Linked DNA regions of Hordeum vulgare: region 1 is linked to region 2. A link is a contact called in public Hi-C data. All regions are on one chromosome and are shown on one strand. The core of a region is the stretch at or near the end of the contact, and the rest is flanking DNA. Distances in the headings are between cores, read along the strand shown. Region 1 has its middle 280 kb from the start of LOC123427236. Region 2 has its middle 520 kb from the start of LOC123427236.

Evidence for each region. A called contact is a pair of places that touch in the nucleus more often than the background predicts.
Region 1: a Hi-C map of leaf shows a contact between it and region 2, with 4 times the contacts expected there. The contact joins two enhancer-like sites. A contact is called at or near these places in 3 of 6 Hi-C or Micro-C datasets (leaf and seedling).

The regions. Positions count from the first base shown.
Region 1 is chr2H:355,059,770-355,064,767 of MorexV3_pseudomolecules_assembly, forward strand. No RefSeq gene overlaps it. Among protein-coding and RNA genes, the nearest start is that of LOC123427236, 280 kb to the right of the region's middle. Within about 2 kb of position 1,267, at least 2 of the 3 cell types and tissues checked have open chromatin away from gene starts, as enhancers often do. A contact at or near this core is called in leaf, where this site is marked.
Region 2 is chr2H:354,819,910-354,824,923 of MorexV3_pseudomolecules_assembly, forward strand. No RefSeq gene overlaps it. Among protein-coding and RNA genes, the nearest start is that of LOC123427236, 520 kb to the right of the region's middle. Within about 2 kb of position 1,907, at least 3 of the 3 cell types and tissues checked have open chromatin away from gene starts, as enhancers often do. A contact at or near this core is called in leaf, where this site is marked.

The DNA.
Region 1 (4,998 bases), core at 17-2,516, 240 kb after region 2:
GGGGTCTGAGTCTTCCACCTGACCGTCCTCATTGCCCCTCTCCCTCCCTCGCCTCCGTCATGGATGATGTCGAGCATCTCCATATCCGTGTCGTATGCCGGCTACCCAACTCTAGGCATTGCAACGAATAACATGCTGGTACCCATCTACTCCCTCGGTGTCGACCGCGCCCGCTGCATCTGCGTCGAAGAATACTCGGAGAATAGAGGGTCGCGTTGATGTCGATGATGTAAGGCACCGTACTGTCTCGGGTGCCGAGCTACTTGGCGGCGTAGTAGTACGGAGGCTTGTAAGACTCCGGTCATGGCATCGTCTGTGTTGTGCGCATGCCTGTCTTGCGGCATCCGCCACAACTGCGCCAACCTCCACGACATCCATGCCTATCGCCACCAGCATGCCCACCGGTGGCCAATCGCTTCTTGAACTTCTTCTCCTTTGTCGCCTTCGCTTTGACACGACGACCCTGTCACGTCGAAGAGTTGATCTCTCGGGCTGTGCGCGATGCGCGGATCCTTCGGCACTTCCACCAGCTCCATCTCCGACAGGTTCTCCGGTGGCTCCATGCGTCGGCGACGGAAGGAAGGAAATGATGGAAGAAAAGAGCGGAAAGTGGGTGAAAAGCGGCAAGGACTGAATGGGGAATCTTGACAGGGAAGTTGTGCTTTGCAAGAAAATCATGGGCTCCGCCTTCCTTTTAGGTGGGCCAGAGTGGTATACAGCGCCGTTTCTCATATCCAAATTCCCGCAAACCTTCCCCACGTTTGCCTTCGGTTTACAAAAGAAATCACGTCCGGACCGCTCCGCGGATAGATAGAGAACCACGTTGAATGGCTTATGCGGTCCAAACCGTTGCGGATGGTTTGCGGTAACGCTTGGAGGTGCCCTTATAAAGTTAATTTAAGTTTGACCAAATATGTAGAAAGAACAATTAACACGAAAAAATATTGAATAAATAAATTATAAAATAGATCTTGGTGGATATACTGATACTGATTTTGCGTTATTTATTTTCATATTTTTTAATGTATATTTGATCAAATTTAGAAAAGATTAAACTTTTTAACTTAATTTATACGTTATTTATTTGGAGACGGAGCAAGTATAAGTGATAAACTAGTGGGCACGCAGTGAGATATTTGGTGGACAAACATAGCCATCCATCACGCAAGGCCTGTGCGCGGGCGAAACGGGCACACAAGTAAAGAAGACACCTCCTGTCCTGTCCTGTACGTCGCTGGACGAACGCGCCATGCTGCATTGCCAAAGATCAATCGATGAAAGCGAATAGTGAGACATCTGTACATTGCCTCGGTGTTCAGTTCCACGAACCTATCATAATCGTACTTTACCCCTGTAGTAGAATAGAGTAGAGATCGGAGCTGCTCGCACATGTTTATATATATTTGGAAATTTTAAAATCTAATTGTGGTATTTTTTTTGGGAAAGCTACGCATCCATCGATGGATGTCTAATAAATATCCACCACACCGATAACCGTCGAATCTTCGCATGTGCAGCCGTCCGCAGCCATTCGATCTAAATCCTGACACGTGACTCGGTCGTCTTCCTCAACACATTAATTTCTGAAACAACAAATCAGTTGCGGAAACAATCGCTTTGTTTCGGACCCCGATAGAGCTGCAAACGGCTATATAATTTTTTCTGCTACAAAGATTTAATACGGGATGACCAACAGATTGAGCTGACAATTTTTGCAACAAGCATAATGTTGCGTTCGGATGTTTGCAAAGGGACCGTGTTGCGAAACTTTTGCAACACAGATATTGTTGCTGGAATTTTTCTTCTGCAACATAACTAATATTGCAGAATTTTTTCTTGCAACAAGGAAGATGTTGCAGAATTTTTTTCCAAATCAAGCCGCTCGCTCTCACAGTCAGACGAGCCCCGAAACACCTCTACTTATATCTAATATCAAAAATGTTTGCCCTAAAACAATACGTGAGTTGCAGGAAAACGAAAGCGACTTCGACGGACGTACGAACACACAATCGAACGGCCGTGGAGCCGGCGGACGACGGCGTGCGATCGGTCGATAGAAGAGAATCTTTTCTTTTTTTTGAATAAAAAAAGAGTGAAATTTCCATGGGCGGTGGGCTGATCTTACAAAAGATTAGCCGCCTGTGGAGCTCTCTGATTGAGGTGTGTGTGGAGCCGTCTGATTGCAGGCTCGCAACACGCATTTTCCTTTGGTTAAGACTGTGCGCGGTGCGCCGGCCCAACTATTAGGCCGGTCGACCTGCAGTCGTTAGATCTGCCCAATCCGAACCGTCGGATCCCGTCGTCCCCAACAGTTGGTCGCCTCGCACGCGCCGACAGCCTCGCACGCGCCGACGCCCCAGTACGCGCCGACCGCCTCGCCTCGCCTCCTCACCGCTAGTCACCCTCACCGTCGGTCGCCGCTGGTCGCCGCCTCGGCCGCCCATCGAATCACCATGGATACAGCTCCGCGGCTCAGCTCGTCTAGACCGCACGCCGCCCCGGCTGCCCCGCGCTCCGGGACTCAGCTCGCCCCCACCGTTCGCTGCTCCCGCCGCTCGCCGGCGCACTCGCCGTTGCTCATACCGTCGGTCTTCACCTCGTTGGTCGCATCTCACCCCCCTGTGTTGCAAACGCTAGAAAAAAAGTTTCAACTGTGTATAGAAAAAGCTTCAACCGTTAAGACAAAAAGCTTCAATCAAAAAACTTCAACGAGGAAAAGTTGCAAACGTTGATAGAAAAAGCTTCAACCGTATATGAAAAAAGTTTCAAACACCGCTCCGGCCGCAGCATCTCGCGTGGTCACTCTTCAAAAAGTTTCAACCATATATAGAAAAGCTTCAACCGTTAAAAAAAAACTTCAACCAAATGCTTCAACGAAGGAAAAGTTGCAAACGTTGACAGAAAAAGCTTCAACCGTATATAAAAAAAGTTTCAACCGTCGCCCCGGCTGTAGCATCTCGCGTGGTCACCTTTGGTCACCGCCGTCAGGCGCAGCGGCTGCCGGTGGAGAAGTCACAGTGCTCGCCGACAATGCCTGAGGTTGCAGGGGGGAAGGGGGAGAGGAGGAAGAAGAAGGAGGAGGAGGAGGAGGAAGGAGAGGGAGGAATGGGATAGGAAGGAAGGAAGACGAGGTGGGCACGCGAGATATGGAGATCGAACGCCAGCCACGTGACCGGCCGAACATTTCGGCCGGCGCGCTGACGGAAAACATTTCCCTTTTCCTTTTCTCGCCTTCCCATCCTCCTATTGCAATGAAGCAGTGCCGGAACAACAGCCCTTCCTTGGCCAACAATGCAGCGCTGCCATTTGTCGGGATGTCGATTATGTTTACACCAGCCCCGCCATCGTACCACGGACAATGCTGCAATGCAACGTCTGACGGCCCGACAATGCGCCAATGCAGCAAAGCCATGCAACACCGAGCATGCGACAACTTCGACGCAACACCTCTCTTGTCTGGCGAAGCTCCATTACAGCCCAGACGGAGCTCCATTGCATCACCATCACAACTTTCATAACACTAGCAGTGCTCCATTGCAGCAACGATGGTGCGACAAAAGCTGGGCTCCATTGCAGTGCATTGCAGCATCTGGAGCCGGCGATACCTCTCGATTGTAGCATCAACTTTGATTGAAATGTCGACAAGCTTTATGCAGCAGCAGCAAAGCCACTGCCTTGCAAAGCTCGTGACCAACATAGTTGAGATGACGCCTTCACCGGCAACATCAGAGCGGTTGTTTGGCGGAAGCTTCACTGCAGGACACGACAATGCGAGGCAACACTGATGATGCTTGCTGCCGACGGCGGTGCCTCTTTGCACCAGGTGGTCCGCTGCAGACGCAATTATCGTGACAAGTACTGGTGTTGCAGGTGTTGCGAGGCGCGGGCAAAATGAGCTAGCGACTAGGCATTCTCATTGGTGAAAGCACGTAGTAGAGAGGGAGGGGGAGGGGGTACGCGAGAAAAGATGGGAAGGGGTGGGCGAGAGGCAGAAGGATAAGGTAGAGACATACATTTGCCATCTGCGTGTGTCGAGAGACGGAGGCAGCACACATGAGCGTGTGCGATCCCAATCGATCGGACAACTCGTGAGGGGGTTTCTTCAAACAAAATCAGTCAACTGAAGAAAAAGTTTTCCATTCTATAAGAATCGTGTAATATTATCATGTTTGAAGGAGAGCCTACTTTTGTTCTGCCAAAAGATTCAATTTGTCCTTCTCGAAACCGACAGGGAACATCATCTTTCTTCCTAGATGATGTACTACTTAATTACATATTGTTACTAGTATTATCTACTTGATCCACCTATGTTACTTCATGTATCTACACTTTATTTTATCTTGTACAAGTGTCGGAGTTTACACTTTACTTTATCTTGTACTCCTACAAGTGTAGGAGCCTCGCGGATGCAACGACTTCTGGGAACGGTCGGTATTGACAATAAAAATGCACTTAAATATGCAGTTTAAATATCATTAGCAGTTTAAAGAAATGATGGTACTATCATTAGCTGTTTAAATATACATGTTTGGCGCTGAATATTCAACTGCTCGACTTCACAAAGAGCAGGTCTCTTTCAGAAAAAAACTGCTAGAATAATTGTACTAGGATAATTGCCGATCCAATTATTTACGGAATTAAACAATTTGTACTAGGATAATTGCCAGGGCCGGTCCTGGTGTATGGCAAAAGTGGTGACAGCCTAGGGCCGAGGACAAGAGGGGGTCCCATGATGTAAGATAACTAGTATTCCCTCCATCCGAAAATATTTGTTTTAAAAATAGATGTATCTAGATTTATTTTAGTTATAGATATATTTATTTTATACATTTTTAGGATAAGTATTTTTGAACGGAGGGAGTATATAATACAGCACAACAAAAAATAGGTAAGAAAAAAATTATACAAGAGAAAAGAGGCAAGATGGGCTAGACCCATAGCTAGGTAGCGATGCCTCATCCCAGTTAGACGGCCGCTCATTTGAATCTGAAACAAATC
Region 2 (5,014 bases), core at 657-3,156:
CAGGATGGGAGGGCACCGCCGACGCGGAATGGCAGGGAGGCGCGGGCGTGGCCGGGTGCGTGGCGGCCGGCGAAGGGGGGCTCTGCCTCCCCGGCTCGATCCCTCCTGGATCGAGGGGAGAGGGAGAGCTGCAAGAGGGGCGTTGTTGGTAGGGTTTCGTGGGGTGCTCGGGGAGAGCGGGCTCGAGAGGGAGTGGGGGGAAACGAGGGGGCTGGCCTCGTGGAGGTTCGGTGGGAGTGGGGGGTTGTGGCGGCTGGGAGAGAGGAGGGAGTGTGGTGGCTGCGGGGTGGGTTAGGGTTTAGGTGGGAGGTTAAATACCCCCGAGGTAAGGTGGGCTGGGGTGGCCGACTGGGCTGGTTGGCCGAGTTGAGCCGGGGGAGAGGGCATTTCCCCCTTTTTTATTTTCTTTTTCTGGTTTCTATTTTCTTTTATTTATTTTGTTTAAAAAAATATGTAACTAGTTCCTAATTTAGTTTTAATATTTATGTCACTGCCACAAAAAGGTTTAACCCCAAATAAAAATAGTCTAGTATTTTATAAAATATAAAAGACATTTATTTAATCGTTTTGGTGCTATTTTAATTATTATAGTGCATCTAAAACACTTTATAAAAATGTGGTTTTCAACATAACAATATCCACAGAATAATTGCCACACTTTGAACATTTTTGTTTTGACATTCAAAAACTTTATCAGTTTGACTTTATTTTAAATTTGAATTTGAACGGTGTTTGAACCAACAAGAGTTTAAAAAACAGTAATCACGGTGACGTTGCATCATTAGCATAAGATTACTATAGCTGAATTATAGAGATAACTGTAGCAAAGGCTGAGGATGTCACAGTCGGCATGAGAGGCATGGGTGGCTTCGGAGCTACCATGGGGGCATGGGAGACATGAGTTTTGCGTCTCTCATGGAAGGCATTGGAGCACCTCCGGAAGGACACATGTCTTCCGATGTGCATCCTCACATACCTTCGTATGATTCCGTTGAAGATCTTGACAACACCTACCGAGCTCCACATGATGATGTGGCGCGCGTCAATGAAGAGAAGGAGGAGGAAGAAGTGGAGGAAGAACTGTCTTCGGATGAGGATGAAGAAACAGAGGAAGAGGAAGACGAAGATGAGGCATGATTGTTCATGTGTCGTGGAATTAAACTATGCTGTGTCTTTTTTTATGTTTGAAATATTTATATTGTCTTCTCAAAATGAACAAGTTTCAAGCGCCGGCTCCTCGCGCGCGCAATATTTTGCCGTCACTGCTGGAGACAGCACACTCCAACGCGTTAATTTTTTTATTTCAACGTTGTAAAATAATTTTTACGTGGGAAGTGGTTGGGCGCATGTTAGAGATGCTCTAAGGGACAACTTGATGACGTTTCGCATAGAAACGAAATTCTAGTGTTCAGGTTGGGCGTACCAGTTTAAACAAGAATACAAACTTTTTTGTGATCCTTCCAGAATGTTCTTTTTGTTTTTTACAGGTTTTAGGAACCTTTCAGTACATTCTAATCCCGTTTTTCTTCTGTTTTGTTTCATTCTTGCTTTTTTCCCCAAAATTATTCCCTTTTTTAAAAGAACCCAGAAATATCAAAAACATTACTGCATTTTGTGGAAACATGTTCACGTTTACATCTTTTGTGAAAAAATTCCCGTGTTCAAATTTTATTAAAGAAATTCAGAGAATGGACAAAAAATCTAAAAAATTTGACGTTTCCAAACATGTTTCTAAAACATTTCCGCATTTAAAGAAGTTATATTGTTTCTTTAAAAAAGATCGCCGTAGTGATAGTATACACCGTACGTTGAACCGCCCGCTACGTGTTGGATCCCTCCACCACTCATGGCGCTACAGTGTGCATGGCTGGCCGATCAAGACGCCTTCTGTGCGGCAGCGTCCTAATTGATGCAGCGAGAGTACATGCATGCACGCTCCAATATGATTGAAGGCTAAGCGTGTCTACGTGGCACATCAGTCCACGTAACGTACTCGCTAGGTGTCTCCGTCGACTAATTTGACTAGCTGAATCAACTGTGGATGAGGTTTTGCTGTCAAAAGACCTTGTGGATATTGTTGCTGCTGCTACAACTACAATGGCTTTAGATGGCTGCAAGGGTCGGACAAGTCAGATATCCCCGTCGTTGTATTGCGCCATCGTGGGGAAGAAGATGAAGAGGATGATCGCATCAGGTGTAGACGTGTAGTGTAGGTGGATAGGTAGCCCACGTCTTGGACAGATTGTCACGTATATGTGCAAAGATCAGATCGACATCCCCTGTTGTCGGCCGGCCCAATCGTCTTTGCGCTGCGCTTGAGCATCAAGAGTAGATGCACGCCATTTCCACAACCGCAGCTGCATATGTTATACAGTACACTGGAGTATTATAATAGTAAAACCATTCAATTATTCCATGTTATTTTATGGCCGCCACGCCTCCAAGTGTCAAAGCCTGCTTGCAGGTTGCACCGGGGAAGGTCGGTACTGACTGTAATAATGCACTTTAAAATGAAGTTGGAATCCTTCTCACTATATACCCTAGTTTATATGCATGATTGCTCAACTGCTATCTAAACTAATCGCAGCTGTTAAACAAACCGTTTTGCTTACGGGAGGAAAAGTACTCCAATCTAGGAGTACTAGGATAAGGCAGCCTGCCTCATTGACCATTACTAGCATTTTAACTCATGATGATTCACCGGTCCTTGATTCTCTGAAAACTACACTAGGACTAGTTTTTCTTTATCATGTACTGTAAACACCTCACCTGGACGGTGGCCTGACTTGATGATGCCTTGCTTGCTGACACGTGGCTTTCAAACCACGGCGGTTAATTACTTAGTTTGTTGGTGTATTTCATGTCGTTATAACCAGATTAATCAGTCTTTTTCTACGATGAATCCAACTAATCAGTCCTTTCTTTTTTCTGGCGATGAATCCAGTTAATCAGTCTCCGTTGGTGTACTACTAGTAGCATAGCTCTGGCACTGGTGTGATATTCATTTTTCTGCCAACTTCACATAGTAACTAACCAAAGCAAGGTATAAACTGCAGGATATGCTACTAGGTGACACGTGAAGTGGGAGTACGGCCATATGCCAAGTACGCGCTCACCGAAATAGTTAATATACAAAAGTTTTATAAAAGCATAACGTACTTATAAAAATTATAGCTACACTAATAAGACAAAGAAAACTTTCGTGTAGTAGGTGCTTTATTCACATCATGGCATACGCAGGAGATCATGGATAAAAGATAGACATATGTATGACCACTTATGTCGGAGTGTTTGTTGGTGATTGAAGATGTGGATTCCATTCCACGATCAACAACTTCATGCCTTGGCTTTTACACCAACCAAAAGCCGGACACCTACCTAGGGAAACGTTGGTGCGAGTGACTGGTCTTTCTCGCAAGTCGAACAAAATCTCGGTGGATGAGCGGCTGTCAACCCCCAGTTTGAGGAGCAAGACGCACATTATAGTTACATCTTTGCATGATAGTCTTTTCAATTGTTCACACAATGAGGCTTCTTGCTTTAAGAAAACTACAAGTTCAAGGGAATAAACTCTTACATCAGTTTTGATCCCATCTTTGGCGCTGTTTTTTCTTCTTCTTCTTCTAGATGGTGGGAACAAATTGGCTTGTGTCATCATTTGGCCACACGCTAGACGTTGGAGAGTTGCATTTGCACAAATAATCCACCCAACATGCACGCACGAGTTTGTGGTTATCCAACGCTGATACTTTCTTCGTCCTAAAATAAGTGATTTAAAAATGACTCAACTCTACACTAACTTTAATACAAAGTTAAGTCAACTTCGAGTCACTTATTTTAGAACGAAGAAAATACATAAATCCAGTTGTATACATCTTCTTATATATGTTTCGAACAAGCAGTATAAGCAAATAGTCGCAAGCAATTGACAATCTTCTTTTTTCTCCGCTGATTCATACTACTACAAATTAATGAATCATTGAATGTATCTAGAACAACCCAGCATGTGATGTGAAGACTGAGAGCCTGCCCTCCTCCATACCCCTTACCCTGTCTGCATGATCTGTGGCTGTAGAATGCTCTGCTTCTGCTCCAACCCTACATCCACTAGTCCTTCGCTTACAACGAATCCTCCTAGCTAATAATTTCTTAGTACAATTATTGCTGCGAAATCAACTAGTGCCAGCTAGCTTAGGTTCGTTGTGTTGGGTTCGTTGCATCGATCGGTTGCCCATGCCCATCGACCACACAAGAAGATACGGGTGATTGGGTGAAGGCTACGTGCATTCTTGGCTTCATGCATGCATGCATATATATATACCCCTTCCGTTTCAAAATATAAGACTTTTTAGAGATTTTACTAGAAGACTGCATACGGAGCAAAATGAGTGAATCTATATTTTAAAATAAGTCTATGTACATCCGTATGTAGTGCATAATGCAATCTCTAAAAGGTCTTATATTTAAGAACGGAGAGAGTACATGCTTAATTGCTTACTTTATTCAATCAACTGACAGAGACATATAATGTTTGTTCTTGTTCTTGTTCTTGTGTTCATCACGTGCTTCCATCTAAGAGGAGACAACGGGCGAAGCACACCAAGGAACAGGTCACTCTTTGTTTGTTGCGATCTGTTTCTTCCTCTCTAGAAACATTGCATGGGACCACTGTTGAATTCCAAGCCATGCTGTTTGTTTCATTCATATCTTAATGACTTGATCAGTACGAGTCTAAAACTTGTATGCAGTTGATGCCTTCTGGTATATCTTCAACTTTTTTTTGCAGGGTGGTATATCTTTAACTTAGGCCATCTTCGACGGGGATCCGTAAATTTTTTTCGGTATCAGTCCGCAGATAGGAGAAACAGTTCTTGAACACTGATGCGAAAGCCCGCCTACCTGCATATATTCCAAACACTTCGAAACAAACCGGATAAATTTCATGCAAACACAACAGATTTTATATAAATCGAACTAGACTCATTACATTTTGGGCATATTTTAACTAAAATAA